Linked DNA regions of Sus scrofa: region 2 is linked to region 1. The links are chromatin contacts, called in public HiChIP or PLAC-seq maps. All regions are on one chromosome and are shown on one strand. The core of a region is the stretch at or near the end of the contact, and the rest is flanking DNA. Distances in the headings are between cores, read along the strand shown. Region 1 holds the start of AJUBA (LIM domain-containing protein ajuba). Region 2 has its middle 31 kb from the start of DAD1.

Region 1 (7,962 bases), core at 3,792-6,291:
AAGGTGGGGACCAGGCTAGCAAATGAAGAGGCACAAGCCCTGCTTGCCCTGGGCACTTGGGAGTGCGAATGTGCGGGGAGGGCTTGGGGCCTCAGGCCCTGGTCTCGAAGAAGGTCTGGTCAGGTGGGGGCCTTCACTCACGGGGCCTTCACTCACCGCAGGAGCAGCAAACAAAGCACTGGGTGTGGTATAGGCTGTCCAAGGCCTGGCAGGCGTTGCTCTGCCCGTAGATGCCTTTGTTGCACTTGATGCAGGTGCCTGAGAAGAGAGAAGAGGTTGTGAGCATCACACCCCGCTCCCCTTGCTCAAAACCAGGGAGTTTTCATGGTTCCTGACGGCAGAGGACCACCCGTTGCAGCCTCCTTTTGATGGGCTCCCTTCTGGGAAGAGAGAGGAGATGAGATATATCGTGGTCTCGGCTGGGCCAACGTATACTTGTTTACTGACTAATCAACAGGTATTTTTTTTTTCCCTATTCTTTTTTAGGGCCACACCCGCGGCATATGGAGGTTCCCAGGCTAGGGGTCGAATCGGAGCTACAGCTGCCAGACTACACCACAGCCACAGCAACACAGGATCCGAGCCGCATCTGCGACCTAACACCACAGCTCACGGCAACGCCAGATCCTTAACCTACTGAGCGAGGGCCGGTTTCAAACTCACAACCTCATGGTTACTAGTCGGATTTGTTTTTGCTGCACCACAATGGGAATTCCATTAACAGGTCTTTTCTAAATATCTATTTAATGCCTAGCAAAAACATCGTGCCCATACTGAGGAAAATTGGAGAAAGTCAAAGATATGATCCCTGGACTTCAGATACTTGGTTTATGTTGAGGAGAAAAGACTAAACAGACCCTTGCCTGGGAGCCCTGTGATCCCAGCTGCACTGTGTGGGACAGTCAGAGAGATGAGTCCGTAAGGGCCCAGTGGCAGACTGGAAAAAACCTCCTAGAGAAAGCAGGCCAGGCCCAGAGAGCCTCCCAGGGTCCTCAGTTTCCCCATCTGTAAAATCGACTGCGGCTGTTCAGCCACAGAATGACCTTTCTGTACCTCTAGGCTTCCAAAGATGGAAAGTAGGATCTGGCTCAGCAGAGAGCCCTGTGCAGAGGGGACCGAGTGTGTGTGACTCCTCTAGGGAGGTGACTGCTGAGAATGCAGGGTGTGTTCCAGGGACTGAGGGTGGCAGAGGAGGGGGGAAGGGCAGCAGAACCCCTAATGTCTCGCTGCCATCTTCTACCACAGGAGGAACAGAGCCCAAACAGTCTTCCCTGACATCCCCCCTAAAATACGCAACACCTGGCTGTGGCGCCCGCCTTTCCTGGGTGTGTTCCTCCCTCCCTCCACTCCCCAATTCCAGGCCCATGAGTGAGGGCTAGAGCCTGTCTTTGGGGAGCAGATCCCAACGGGCCCGACTCACCCCGCCGCCCCACCTCTCCCCCCCTCGGCACACTGCCACACTCCTTGCCTGTTGGGGCCCATCCCAGTCTTTGCCCAGGGGCTTGGGAGCCCGTGCGGCAGCTGCAGCGGCTGATGGGCCCAGGCCTGTCCTGCTCCCGCCCTCTGGCAGCTGGGCAAGGCTGCAGCCAAAGAAGAGGGCCCCTACTAGGGGCAGGAGGAGGAGGGTACAGTCAAGCTGAGGGTCCTATCAGAGGAGGCCACCTGGCCCCCAGGGAGAGGAGCCCCCCATAGACACACACACCAGGGTCAAAATGTGGCTTCCCCAGGGGAAGGGAGCTCTGCCCCAAGACTGCCATGCAGGGGGCCCTGTCAGAGCCATTTCTTTTTTCTTTCTTTTTTTTTTTCTTTTTGTCTTTTTAGGGCCGCACCCATGGCATATGGAGGTTCCCAGGCTAGGGGTCCAATCAGAGTTGTATCTGCCAGCCCACACCACAGCCACAGCCACAGCCACAAAGGATCTGAGCCACGTCTGCAAATTACACCACAGGTTATGGTAACGCAGGATCCTTAACCCACTGAGTAAGGCCAGGGCTCTAACCCGCGTCCTCATGGATACCAGTTAGGTTCGTTAACCACTGAGCATGATGGGAACTCCCAGAGCCATTTCTTTGGAAAGCCTTGGACATCTTGGGCAAGCCAACTGCTCAGGCGTGTCCGATCACCTCCTCTAACCCAGCATATCCACACCTAGGCTCTACCTGCCATTTTACTGCAATTTCTCCCAGATCCTCCCTTTTGGTTCTGATGGCTTAGTTGAAACATCTTTCCACCCATCAGCCACTTCTCCAGGGCCTCAAAAGGAAACTGCTAAAAGGATCCTGTCACTTAGTCTCCCTTGACCAAGGCATCATCTGCTCTGGGCTGTCCCTTTCGGGTGGGGGTGGAGTGGGGGGGGGGGAAATGGAGTTGAACTTGGCAGGCCCTTCCAGTCGGCAGCCCTGTTACCTCTGAACCTCTTCTCCAACTTTCCTTCCCTGGCTGGGTTCCTCTCCCTATTTATATTTCTAGCCACAGAGTTCTAGAACATGGGGCCCAGGGCAGGAACATGGATGGTGAGAAAGGTGAGAAGATGATGCGAACACTTTAGAGACCCACTGCCCTGGGGGTGAGGCCTCTACTTCCTGTACTTCCTGTCACAATCAGATTAGCTGGTTGTTTTAATATAGTGATGTGGTACTTGTGGGTCTTGGCTGAAAGATGGTTCAAGATCCCACTGCCTCCAGCCTCCCTCCATAGCTGAGACATATGATCAATTAATACTTCTGGAAGGTAACTGCGTGGGGGCGAAAGGTAGCGGTCAAGTTTCTTTAGCAGCAGGAAGTAAGGGGCTACTTCGTGCCTGAATTCTGAGCGGGTTATGGCCAGATGCGAAGGCCAGGTTATTTCTGGCAATTTTACACATTCGTCAACCATCCACGGGTGATGCTGTCCGGGTGGCCAAGACTTCTGCCCTGACTTCCGGAGGATGGGGAAAATAGAATCTGAAGCCACCAGCTCTTAAATGCCCACGCAGGCACCCGGCCAGCAGGTCCAGCAGGTCCGGGGCCGGTCAGCAGTAGGGTCCCTGCTTTTCGTCCCAGGGCTTTCATTCTTTCCTCGGGCTCCATATCCCCGACCGCGGCAGCCACAGCTCCGCGCGTGTTAGGAGGCAGCTCCCCCACCCCCTGCACCTCACCTCCGCCCTGCGCCGCGCGACCGGCCCCGCCCGCGGGCACCTGGAGCGCCCGGGCAGGAGCCGGCACGCACGCTGCCCGCCCGCCCCGCCCCCCACCCGCGCATTCCCCGAATTCCTGCGGGCGGAGCCTGGGCCCGGGTGGGGGCGCGGCGCGCAGGAGCCTGCAGGGGCACCACCGCCGAGGGGGTAGCAAGATGGGGGATGCTCTCACGGCCCCACTTGGTCCCCTCCCTACGAGGCCTCCTACCGAGAAAAACCCAGGCTCTAAAGCTTGAGGAACTGGAGATCACACAGGGAGGGGGTGAATTTAGCAGGAATAGGGTGCCTGTGGTCCATCTGAAACCCAGTGGGAAGGGAATTCTTCTCTTGCCTCTTTCCTAGCCCTGAGTCTCTGCCTCCGACCTCCTGGCGCAGGCAGTTTTGGCCGTCGGGGCAGAGGGGAACCAAATGCGGTGACGGGTCCCTCCCCGTCCCTCACCACTTCTCTCACTCACCAAAGTAGTCTTCTCTGGACTCCGGCTCCCGTATCCGGGTCCGGGCAGCCTCCTGAACGAACGCACCCGGCGGCTCCTCAAGACCCGACGGCTCAATTCCCGAGGGTTCCCCGCGGGCGCCGGCTTCTCGCCCACCTGTGCCCCCTGTCAGGCGCAGCAACGCTGTTAGCTCATCCTGGTATCGGGCGCCAGCGGCGCAGTCCCCGTAGCCAGTCACCGAGTGTCGTCCGGGTTGCGCCCCTCGTCTCTCCAAGGGCCCAGCCGCTCCTACTCCAGCTCCGGCAAGAGCTCCCGGGCTGCCCAGGGCCGGGGGATATGAGTGGCGGCTTTCCTGGCAGCCGAATCCGGCCGGCCGATGAGCGCACAGTCGGTCCAGGGCAGCGTGGAGCTCGGGGTAGGCGGACGGCACCCCTCCGGAGGAATAGCCTGCCGGAACCCCAGCCAGGGGTGGGCCAAACAGGCAAGGCCCGGCAGGCAGAGGACTGCCGTGGCGCTGGTCATAGCCCATGCTGATGCCGCTGGTACGATTGCTGCAGGGTCGGCTACCTCCGGCTCCACCAGCCCCCGCCCCGTCCAGCAGCAGACTGCCCCGGGGGCTGGACGGCTTGCTCGCGTCGCTGGCTGAGCTACTGGCAAAACTGGAGCGGGGGCTTAGGGCTGGGGCCGTGGTCTCCAGCCGAAAGTCAGGGGGCAATGACTGAGGTAGAGGCAAGGCCCGGGTGGGAGGTGGCACCCCGGGAAAGGAGGCTTCGTAGCGCTGCGCCTCAAAGGAGCCGCGGGGGTTCCGCTCAGCATCCAGGGGGCCTTGCTCCCGGGCTGGCTCCAACGGCTCATCCCCAAGTCCCCCAGTAGCTCCACGGGGCCCTGATTTCCTAGGTCCCCCTAATCCGCTCTGACGCCCCTTTCCCGGCCCGGGGGTCCCATCAGACCCAGACCGGCTAGATTCACCCTTTCTGCGGCCGAACTTGGCGCTGCCGGAGTCCGAGAGTCTTAACTTCTCTAGCAGGCGACTGGCTTTCTCCCCTAATCGCTCCATGCCCTCGGGCCTGGGGACTCCAGCCCCCTCCCCGCCCGGCACCCTGCAGCGTCTCGGTGGCCGCTTCTCTCTCCCTGCGGCTGGACTCGGGTTCCCCGGGGGCACAGGATAGGCACCGGGATTTAGCGGGTGGCCTGGATGCCCCGCGCCAAGAATCCCGCAGCATCCCCCAGCGACAGGGGTTGCGTCCCCCCGCGCATCAGGGGTTAAGCAAGGCTAGAAGGGCCGACGGCCGTGGCTGTGCCTTCCGCAGGTCTATCTGTTCACGAGCCGACTCACCCGGCAGCCCCACTCTCCCCGGCCCCCGCCCCCCTCGCTCTCACACTCAGCACGGACCCAACTTCTCTCCCAAACTTTTGTCTGCCTGGCCGGATCTACTTTCCTGGAGGGGCGGGGCGCTGAGTGCGAAAGAAACAGGGGTGTCGGCGCAGGAATCTGGTGCGCCGGAGGAGGGGAGAGCGGGTGCTGGTGCCAACTGTCCTGGAACTGGAGATCCGCCGACTGACGGCTAAAAAAGGGCGAGGGGCAGTTTGGGCAATAGCTACTACACCACTCAAGAATTGGGACAGGAAAAAGTGGGGGAGGGGAGGGGAACTCTTTGTTTGTAGTTGGAATGCGCGGAGGGGCACCGTGGAATGTCGCGGCCCGGGACCCGGCGACGCGAGGCTTGTTCTGCGCAAACACCGTGACTTTGTTCCTAGTATGAGGACTGCTGGAGAGATGAGGAGGGACTGATACAGAAATAGTGAGACAGGGAGAGAAAAGAAATGTAGATACACAGAGAGGTTCAGAGCGAGGAAGCCCTTATAGAGAGGTTGTGGAAGACAGGTATGGAAAGAAAGAGAGCAGACCAAAGGGGATCGATCGCGGGTGTTGCAGAGACCGAAGGCTGAATAGGCCAAGAAAAAGACAAATTTGTGCGAATCCAGAGAGAATGAGAGACAAACAGATAAGCTGCAATGCAAAGACAACTTTCTGAATCCAAAACTCTGCAGTTGGAGGGAGGGAGTTTTAGAGTGTGTGTGTGAAAGGAGAGAGAAAAAGGCTTGGGACTAATCTCTACCTTCAGGGTAGGGCTGATAGAGGGATCGATAGACACCCCCTGGTGTTGGGAAATGAGATTTTTAGCAACTATTTCTGGTGACTGGGGATAGAAGGCCTGGTTTTTAGGGGTAGCAAAGGCCTCGCCCTTGGTTGGCCCACAGGAGATTGGTGATAAAGAGTAAGTATCAACTTAAGCGGAAGAAAAAATATGTTCTTTAGAAGAGATAGCAAGTGAAAATGATCAAGGTGGAAAAGCAAAAGAGGCCAATCCTGGCCATACTAGGAGGCTCAAGAATAAGGAAAAGAGGAAGCCCTGGCTGAAGCTGAACATACCTGATTAAATATCAGCCAATGGATTTTGCCCAGACCAGCACATCAGGGGCATGGGGTAGGGTGTGGGGGAAAATGGAGAGGGAAAATAACTCCTTTGCATTTGGATAGTAAATTAGTATGAAAATTATATGCAAACAAATCATGCATATTATTTTCACTTCAACATTCTGAACACCTTTTACAATCTTAGTGTGGCCTTAGGGAAAGGGGAAGGAAAGGAGGTTAATATCTTTGGGGAAATTAATTTGGCACAAACTGTTTGGCTTCTCTGCCCTAGCTGCATTGTCTCCCTGCCCTCATCTCTCCTGAGAATCAGCCTCTTTCCCTGGTCAGGGCTACAGCATCTCTCTGATCCAGAGGAGAGTTTACTCTTAGGGTGGAAGCAAGGAGGACTGAAAGCATTAGTAACCCAGGGGAGCTCTCAGGTTGCATCCAGAACCTGCTGTTGCGTGCCATCTTCAGAATCAGCCATAAGCTTCTCCCTCCTTTCCTGTCTCCCCATGGGGAAGGAGAACCTGGATGCTTCCTTCCAATTACCTACATTTTCTAACATTTGGGAGCTTTGCTCCTTTGGCGTTAGAATGGGAGAGTAAATCTTATGAAAAGTTGAGATGCCATTAAAGGAGGCCCATCCGGGAGCTGGTAGTGGCAGTAGTAGGCACAGTTGGGATCAAGAACTTGGGTGTTCAGGGGATGACAGGAAGCAGACACAAGTGAAAGGGGGACACTCTGATAGGGCAGGTGCCAGCAGTGCTCATGACCTCGGGGTAACCACTCTATAGGCTGAACTAGAGCCAGGAGCTCCACAGGCCCTATTCTCCCTCCCCAGGACTTTAGGCTCTATATACACAGATGACTCCTCAGTCCGTATCTCTAGCCTAGACTCTCTTGGACTTAAAAACTCAGCTGACGACTAGCACCTCTACTTGGTTGTCTCAAAGGTACACAACACCCTAAACTGACCTCACCTTCCCTGCCTCCCAAAACTGGCTCCTCCAGCATTTCCTGAGCAAATGGCGCCATTAACCACTTAGCTACTTAAGCCAGAAATCTGAATATTGACCTTATGTCCCCCTCCCTTAACCTCAAATCCTATCACCAAGGCCTATCACCAAGTCTTGTCAATTCTGCTTCCAAATTATCTTTCAAATCTGTCCTTCCCTCATCAACATCACTACACATACACACACACACACACACACACACACATGCACGCACGCACGCACGCACGCACACACGCACACACGCACACACACACACACCACCATCTCTTCTCTCCTGGACCACTGCAAAAGTCTCCCTGCTGAAGCTTTCTCCCTCCCATCCATCTCATACCCTGAGGATCATATTTCCCTGTTTAAAACCTATCAGTGATTGCTCACTGCCCTTGAATTAGAGTCTATACTTTTAAAGTATTTCACAGGGTCTCTCTACCTCTCCAGTCTCTTCTCTCAGCATCACCCCCCCCCACACACACACCTCCCCAAACAGCTCTGCAGTAGAATTGCACCTTGTCTGTGCTCCCTCTTGCCTGTGGACTTTTGTACCTGCAGTTCCCTAGGTTTGGAAAACTCTCTTGGCCTCTCCTTCCCTTCTGGTTTAAATACCACTTTAGGTATCAATTAAATTTTTTTTTGTTTTTTTTAGGGCTTCACCCTCTGCATATGGAGGTTCCCAGGCTAGGGGTCCAACTGGAGCTGTAGCCGCTGGCCTATACCACAGCCACAGCAACGCCAGATCCAAGCTACATGGCAACGCCAGATCCTTAACCCACTATGCGAGGCCAGGGACTGAACCCACATCGTCATGGATGCTAGTTGGGTTTGTTAACTGCTAGGCCATGACGGAAATTCCTTTTTTTTTCTTTTTAGGGCTGCACCCAGGGCATATGGAGGTTCCCAGGATAGATGTCAAATCAG
Region 2 (7,962 bases), core at 2,283-4,782, 400 kb before region 1:
TCCAGGGCTGAAGGTCCCATTACCGTTCATCTCACTTTCTCCAAGTGTCCTATCTTTGGTATCTTGGCCGTGCCCAGGGGCATGTGGAAGTTTCCAAGCCAGGGATCAAACCCATACCACAGCAGCGACCAGAGCCACTGTAGTGAAAACACCAGATCCTTGACCAGCTGGCCACAAGGGAACTCCCACGTGTCCCATCTTAAAACTCCTCCAATCTACCTCTGGGAGCAATGTGTAGGAAGGACAGCTTGGGACTGAAGGGGTGGGTCTGGGGGCAGGGAGCAAGCCACGTGGAGACTGGGTGCTGCTCCTCTTTAATAAGTACACTGTGTAGCCAAGGCGACGGCCAGTGTCTGCCTCTGGGTAAGGCCACCTGGGATTCAGGCCTCTGTTCACCCAGACACACATGAGTAAGGTTTCCTCTGAGTATTACTGGGAGTGCTATATTTTGAAATTAATAAGCAGGTCAGACATTGAGTCAGTAGCCAGAAGTAGGACAGGAAGTGGAAAAAGTCTCCCACTTCCGTGCAGGTGTTTGGGGGCTTGGGACGGCCCCTCCCATTTCCATGACGTCATGGCGGCCGCGAGGGGCAAATGGGGCACCCTTTGAAGCTCTCCCACAGAAGCCACATCCTCTGGAAAAAAAAGTTAAAAATACCGACTTAGAGATAGCATCGCCTCAGGCCACGTGCCGGGGCCAGAGGGCTGGGCCGTTACACCACCCAGACCGCAGGTGCGACAGGAAGGCGTCGAGCTGGGAGGAGCTGGGAGGGGCTGGTGGGGCCCTGGAGACCCACGAGCAGGCTGGGGAGGTGCTGCACACCCCACTGAAGAGACGCACCCCCATCCCAGACCCGCCGCCCTAGCAAGCCCTAAGATCAAATCTTGATCGCCCTTGATTAAACTCTTGCTTAATACAGGCCAGGTCCTCGAGGCTTAGCTCCAGCCCATCCTCCCCAGGGGCCATATCTGTCCATCCACAGCTGCTGGGGCTGGTTCTCCAGTGAAGAACTACACCCCAGGTCCAGGTTGAAGTCCTGGGTAATAGCCCTGATGGACAGCTGCCTCTCAGATACCAAGGACACCAGAATTCAGGCGGCCAGGAGATGGGGAACCCCAGAAAGAGGACCGGAACCTGAGACCCCCAACAACGCCGGGCTTTGGAGTCCTGCTCTATGGTAGTGTCCCCAATCACCCACGTGGGGGCAGCAGCGCTCCACCAAAGAGGCCTCTTCTTACTTAATCTGTTTATTTTGAGAAAGGAAAGCCCCTGTCGCTTGGAAAAACCTTTTTCAGAGGAAAATAAAAGGAAAGAGACCTCATTCCAGAAGCCGATCCCCTACCTTTAATTAGACTATTACTGCACTGGTCTCTGGCCCACGTGATCCTGTCACATCCCAAGGAGGAGAGAGTGCAGGGTCTGCCCCGCAGACAGCAGGGGGCACTACCTGTCCAGGATCACCGGGCTCCCCCATACATAGCCCTGGAAGGGAGTCCCCAGGGAGGGGCTGCATGAGCCCCCTGGGATCCTGGTGAGAGATTTGGATTCAGAATCCAGGAGCCTGGGCTGGTGGCCAGAATCCACTCTGCCCCCAATCTTGCGCCCTGGGGGCAACTCACTACCCACAGCATGTTTCCCCATGGCGGTCAGTGCTCTCTCACCAGGTAGTTTAAGATCCAAGGCTCCTCTCACAGTGCATACATGCCAAGCATCAGACGCAGGCCAGGCTCCAGGGACTCAGCCGCTGTACAACTATATGACTCCACACAGATGAAGGGCAAGAACAGGCAAAACTAATCACCAGTGATGGAAATGGAACAGTGGATGCCTCTGGGGTAGGACTGACTGGAAAGGGCAAGAGGGAACCTTCCAAGTGGTAGAAACGTTCTGCATCTTGATTTGGGTGATGGACACAGGTGTATACACATGTCAAAACGAGTCCAACTGCATGCCTAAAGTTTGTGCATTTCAGCATATGTAAATTACATCTCAATAAAATACTGCTCCCATTAACACACACGTAGTTTCAGCTCAGTAATCTCAAATGCAAATATAAGGGAATGCCCAGAAAGATGAACCAGAGATCCTGCGGGTCAGCGGGGCTGGGTCAGGCTGGACCACATGCTGAGATAAAGTGGGGCCGCTGCCTCACTAGGCCAGCACCCAGGTGAGCTTAGGGGTCCCGGCCCCACCAGTGCATCACTGTTGCACATAGTGAATGGCCACTTCTCCCTTCATTATGGCGTCAGGGGCTTCTGGTTACACCATCGTGTGCATTTTGTTGCCCCTCCACAGCTTCCAGCTTCTGAAAGAGCTTGATGGAGGGGAAATTACAGAACCAGGAGACATTGGCAAGGCTGTAATCGGACAAAAGTCAACTCCAAGCCACCCAGACTCCTCTCACTGCAACATCCCTGAACTTGCGCTTTCTTTCTCCCTTCCTACCCTCTGGGGGGCTCTCTGCCTTCAAAATGGCCCCCTTTGAGCCTTGGCAGAACACAAGGTCTGAAAGCAGGAAGGCAGACCACCCTCTGCGGGCAGCTTCCATGGACAGCCAGCTTCTCAGGTCAGAACACCCGACATGGTTCCAGGGGGCTCACCACTTTTGGGAAGAGGGCAGCCCATTCATGTTTGCTTCAGAAATGCGGGCGTGCTCCCATTCCAGAAGCAATAGGATCCAGGAAAGAGAGCCCTCTCATTTTCAAATTCTTTCAAAAATCCCACTGAAAAGCAGAAAGGGCGCTTGTCTACCCTTTCCCTGAACCACCCACACAAAATTCAGCCAAGGAAAAAAAAAGAAACTATTAAAGGAAGAGCATATAAACGTGAGACAAGCTTGGCAGGACCTAAGCGCATTGAAGTAGATGTGGTTCAGAGAGTGGTCAGTAAGTGGTCTCCACTTCAAGCTTTCAGCCTGGATGGGAGGAAACGGGGTTAACACGCACAAGGACTTCTTTCCAGTGGAGACGGCAAGACACTATTTTTAGCTAACTCTAGGGCGTCCTTGCTTCTCCTTGCCAACCCAAGTTATTCCAGTGATTTACCAAGAGGCATGGGTGGGGCGACATCCCTATCTGGAATCTTTATGAAGAATTTGGCATGTCTGTACAAAACCAAAGCAAACACAATCACAGGAAAGCTAAGCAGGAGGCAGAGGTTCTCTCCCCCTTTCACATATGGGGAAACAGGTGAAGTGGCTTACTTGCCATCACAGTGAACTAGGCCCTCATCAGCACTAGACTGGGCAACTCAGGCTTTCCCCCAAGCCTCGTGGACTCCCAAGTCCCAGGTGGCCCCAGATGCAGCCACCATAAAGGAAGGAGCAGGAACGGATGAGGGTCTCAGGAATGCCCCCAGCCCCCAAGACTGCTTTCTTACATTCTGTTTGGATGTCCCTTCCCTCTTCTGTGACTCTGTCCCTCCTTGATGGCCCTTTAAGATTAGAGTAAAATGGCAAAACAGAGCCCTGTCCGCTTAAGGAGACACTCCCTTAGTAAATGTTGTCGATGTTAGTCATCGCCTGAGGCAATACTTTCTGCACAAGCAAACTCCTGCTACTCAATCACATGGCGGTGAGTTACGGAAGTAATGTCTAGATACACTCTGGTCCCTGAAAGGTCTTTCCCTGCCAAGGTGTGTTAGAAGCCTCCTTCCCTCGGAGTTCCCGCTGTGGTGCAGTGGAAACGAATCCAGCTAGTATCCATGAGGACACAGGTTCAATCCCTGGCCTCGCTCAATGGGTCGGGACTCCAACGTTGCCGTGAGCTGTGGTGTAGGTCACAGACATGGCTCGAATCCCACATTGCTGTGGCTGTGGTATGGGCCGGCAGCTGTAGCTCCAATTTGACCCCTAGCCTGGGAACTCCATATGCTTTGCGTGTGGCCCTAAAAAGCAAAACAAACAAACAAAAGAAGCCTCCTCCCCATCCCCACTTGCGATCACTTCATAGTTTATTTCCTTGACCCCACTTGTAACAACACAATTCTTTTTATGTGCTCATTTGGCTCTCTTCCCAACTAAAACAAAAGGCTCAGAAAGGGAGGTGACTTTGTCTGATCACCTCTGCTCCTCTAGGACCTGGGAGAGTAGGCACTCAAACTTTAAGCTCAACAATGCAGCAGTAGGAAGACACTTCCCCACCAGATGTCTCTTATTAATACCATGTAACTAGATTGGGGTAAAACGTTGATAATTGTTGAAGCTGAATATTGAGTATCCGCCCGTTTCTCTACTGACATGCATGTGTGTGTGTGAAATTTTCAACAATAAAACGTTAAAAAACAAAGTTGTTCATTCCTGGAATTTAAAGACAGAGTAACACAGATAGACCTAGAGATTATCATACTAAGTGAAGTTAGTCAAAGGCAAACATCAGATCACTTATATGTGAAATCTTAAAAAAAAAAAAAAAAAAGACACCAATGAACTTATTTGCAGAACAGAAAGATTCAAAGATTTTAAGACAGATTTATGGCTACCAAAGGGGACAGGTGGTGGGTGGGATGGCCTGGGGGCTTGGGACTGGCACATGCACGCTGTGACACATGGAATGATTAGAATTGCTGCGTAGCACAGGGAACTCTGCCTAATATTCTGATAATCAATATGGGGAAAGCAATCTGGAAAAGAATGGATGTGTGTATATGTATAACTGACTCACTTTGCCATACAGTAGAAATTAACACAACATTATAAATCAGCCACAGAGAGTTGCTGTTGTGGCTCTGTGGAAAACGAATCTGACTAGCAATCATGAGGACGCAAGTTTGATCCCTGGCCTCACTCAGTGGGTTAAGGATCTGGCATTGCCATGAGCTGTGGTGTAGGTTGCAGACATGGCTCGGATCCCACATTGCTGTGGCTGTGGCATAGGCCTACAGCTACAGCTCTGATTTGACCCCTAGCCTGGGAACTTCCACTTGCCACGGGTGAGGCCCTAAAAAGACAATAAATAAATAAATAAAATAAAAAACTGTACTTCAGTAAAACGTAAAAAAAAAAAAAAAAAAAAAAAAAAAAGGCAGAGCAGGTCTGAATAGCAGACCCCAGGGTGTCTCAGGATCCCTCAGGATCTCTCTCTCTCTGGGGAAAAAGGAAGACCTGATAGTGCTCACCACAGTCCTTTAGCTGAGAGCCAAGAAAACTGGCCATGCAGCTGAGGGAGAAAAGCAATACATGTAGACAGTTCTCCGAGTTTCTGGCAACAGCTCTGAGGGTACCAGTATATTTGTAGAGCAGTTCCATTAACAAGGTACTTTCACGTCCATTTTGTTGGGACAACAGTGTGAAGTATTATTATCCCCATGTTTATTCTACCATTTTTCTCATTCAAAGCCTAACCCAAATGCTTTGGAATCAGACAGAAATAAGACTCGAACCCTAACACCTGCGGTCTGAGTTTCCATTTCCTCATCTAGAAAAGGAGACCATGACCTCCCTCCTCCTGGGGTGACAGGAGACGTGAAGACAGGGCAAATGACAGGACCCATGATACCAAGTCAGACACAGGGTAGACACTCAGCAGTAGCTCCTCACTCCTGGACCACAGGCCTGTGTCTTCTCTTCCTTAACATCGAGCCCTCCGTAGCTCAGTGCCTGGGTGCCTAACTATTGGCTAACTTTTAGAGACCAGAGGCCCACAGGTCAACAGTTAAGTGGCAGAGCAGGTCCTTGAATAAACACACCTTCAGGTCCGGCAAAGTACTTTTTCGAAAATACACCTTTTTTTTCATCCCACTGACAAGTTTTGCATAAGCTTGAGCCCACTTATTAATTCAACCTAAGCAAATAAAATACTTTTTTTTTAGCTCCTCCAAAGTCCTCCTTCTTTTTTCTTACTCCCTCATTTGAGATCCTGTTCTGTGTTTTCTCATGCAGGAAAAATCTATTTTTTGTATTCAATTTTTTTAAATTAAATATCATCAGAAAGTTACATAGCACTCAAATTTTAAATGTTCAGAGCTGCCAGTCCAGATGTGAGGACAGGGTCACACCGAGTTCGTAGGCAAGCTCCCCAGCCCCTGGCAACCACCAGCGCTGGTTTGCTGAGCCTCTAAAACCAGAGAGCAGGCCTCTCTGACCTCCTCAAGCATTTTCAATTATCATAACAAAAATGTTTTGAAGCCTAAGATGAAAAGGATATGATCAAAGAGGCCAAAGGTATTGGCTGCTAAAAGAAGAAAACACAAGAGATGCTTTCCATGCGATAGGGCGCAGGAAATGTGTGGGCAGGAGGTGCTGAGGGCCGAGCTTCCGTCACTGCAAAGAATGGCAGGGAACAGACCATGTACAGTGCTTGTGGCAAATGGCTTCCGGCCCCACAAAAGAGCACAGAAAATAAAAATAAACTCACCCCATAAAGGCACTGAGCTAGAGGCAACAGTTAGGCTAGGATTTAGCTTACTCTGTGCCATGGTACTCATAATCCACTCTTTCAGCATGCAGCACTAGGCACCCACGTGTAAGGCCCATGGAGGCACCATCACACCCCAGCTGGTAGAAGGAGAGATCCAGAGACCATCAGAGGCGTCACATGAAAAGATTACCCATCCTGGTTCAGTACCCCCTCATCTACCATGAGTTTAACTAATTTCAGCTAAAAAAAAAAAAAAAAGACCTAAGAATCAGAAACTCAATTAGCAGGCTGTGGAGTAAAGCATTTTTTCAAATTCGAATGGTTTTGCAGCTAACTCTTCTGCATACAGAGAACCACTGAGCAAGTGAACAGAAGCCTAAAAACGAGTTGTAATGAGTTTTCAACTAAATCTAAACTGAAGATACCAAAAACTGCCTATAGCAAATGATGAGAAGACATACCAGAGATGAATGTTTTCCAATGATGGTCACTGGTTTGGACAAATCACCTAATAACCCAATAAGTGGGAGCTTAGTATCTGCCTCATGTATCTCAAGATCATTGGCAGACATTAAACAAAATCTGTGTACTAAAAGCTCTGAAGGAGTTCCATAGTAGCTCAGTGGGTTAAGGAGCCAATGATGTCACTGCTATGGCTCAGGATCTGGTGTTGTTACTGCTGTGGTGTGGGTTCCATTCCTGGCTCAGGAATTTCCACATGCACCAAGCACAGCCAAAAAAAAAACAACAACCCTCTGAAAACTGTAATGTCTTCCTTGATAAAATTACTATTATTCCCAGTTTTCAACTAATTTATCTTAAAGTTCAGGTGCTAAGTTCCCACCATGGCTCAGTAGTTAATGAACCTGATTAGCAACCATGAGCACATGTGTGCGATCCCTACCATCGTTCAGTGGGTTAAGGATCCCACATTGCTGTGGCTGTGGTGTAGGCTGGCAGCTACAGCTCCAATTTGACCCCTAGCCTGGGAACTTCCATATGCTGCAGGTGTGGCCCTAAAAAAAAAAAAAAAAGACAAAAGACAATAAATAAGTAAATAAATAATAAAAAATAAAGTTCAGATGCTTTTCTTATTTAAAATACCTATTTACCAATCCAGACTAAAATAATTCAGAAGCCTCCTTATCAGGAAGTACATCTGTACATAAAAATTTTAAGGCATATTAAATTAAGTCATAATTTTAGTGAACTAGTATCCCTTGGAATGGCAAGCCATGGTCCAAGGACAGTGATTTTTATAAACAAAATTTTATTGGACCACACTGCCAGGCCATTCATTTAAGAAAAAGCTTGCCGGAGTTCCCATCATGGCACAGGGGAAACAAATCTGACTAGGAACCATGAGGTCACGGGTTCAGTCCCTGGACTCACTCAGTGGGTTAAGGATCCGGCATTGCCATGAGTTGTGGTATAGGTCGCAGACGTGGCTCGGATCTGGCCTTGCTGTAACTGTGGTGTAGGCCAGCAGCTGCAGCTCGGATTAGACCCCTAGCCTGGGAACCTCCATATGCCGCAGGTGCGGCCCTCAAAAGCAAAAAAAAAGAAAAAAGAAAAAAGAAAAAAAAGAAAAAGCTTGCCAACTCC

Evidence for each region. HiChIP or PLAC-seq counts read pairs in DNA pulled down with a chosen protein or histone mark.
Region 2: a contact with region 1 is called in an H3K27ac HiChIP or PLAC-seq map of alveolar macrophages. The contact joins the enhancer-like site here to the promoter of AJUBA in region 1. A contact is called at or near these places in 3 of 5 promoter capture datasets (fetal liver, fetal skeletal muscle and liver), 4 of 47 Hi-C or Micro-C datasets (embryonic fibroblasts, heart right ventricle, mesenchymal stem cells and 1 more) and 2 of 2 datasets of contacts at active chromatin or transcription factors (alveolar macrophages and skeletal muscle).

The regions. Positions count from the first base shown.
Region 1 is chr7:76,060,088-76,068,049 of Sscrofa11.1, reverse strand. It overlaps AJUBA (LIM domain-containing protein ajuba), which reads right to left and starts at 5,041. Exons shown (of 8, transcript XM_021099246.1): 1 at 3,631-5,041; 2 at 157-258. The coding sequence starts at 4,666. It overlaps C7H14orf93, which reads right to left. Exons shown (of 7, transcript XM_021099247.1): 7 at 6,173-7,962.
Region 2 is chr7:76,458,606-76,466,567 of Sscrofa11.1, reverse strand. No RefSeq gene overlaps it. Among named protein-coding and RNA genes, the nearest start is that of DAD1, 31 kb to the right of the region's middle. Within about 2 kb of position 3,532, at least 25 of the 83 cell types and tissues checked have an H3K27ac peak or open chromatin away from gene starts, as enhancers often do. A contact at or near this core is called in alveolar macrophages, embryonic fibroblasts and retroperitoneal adipose tissue, where this site is marked.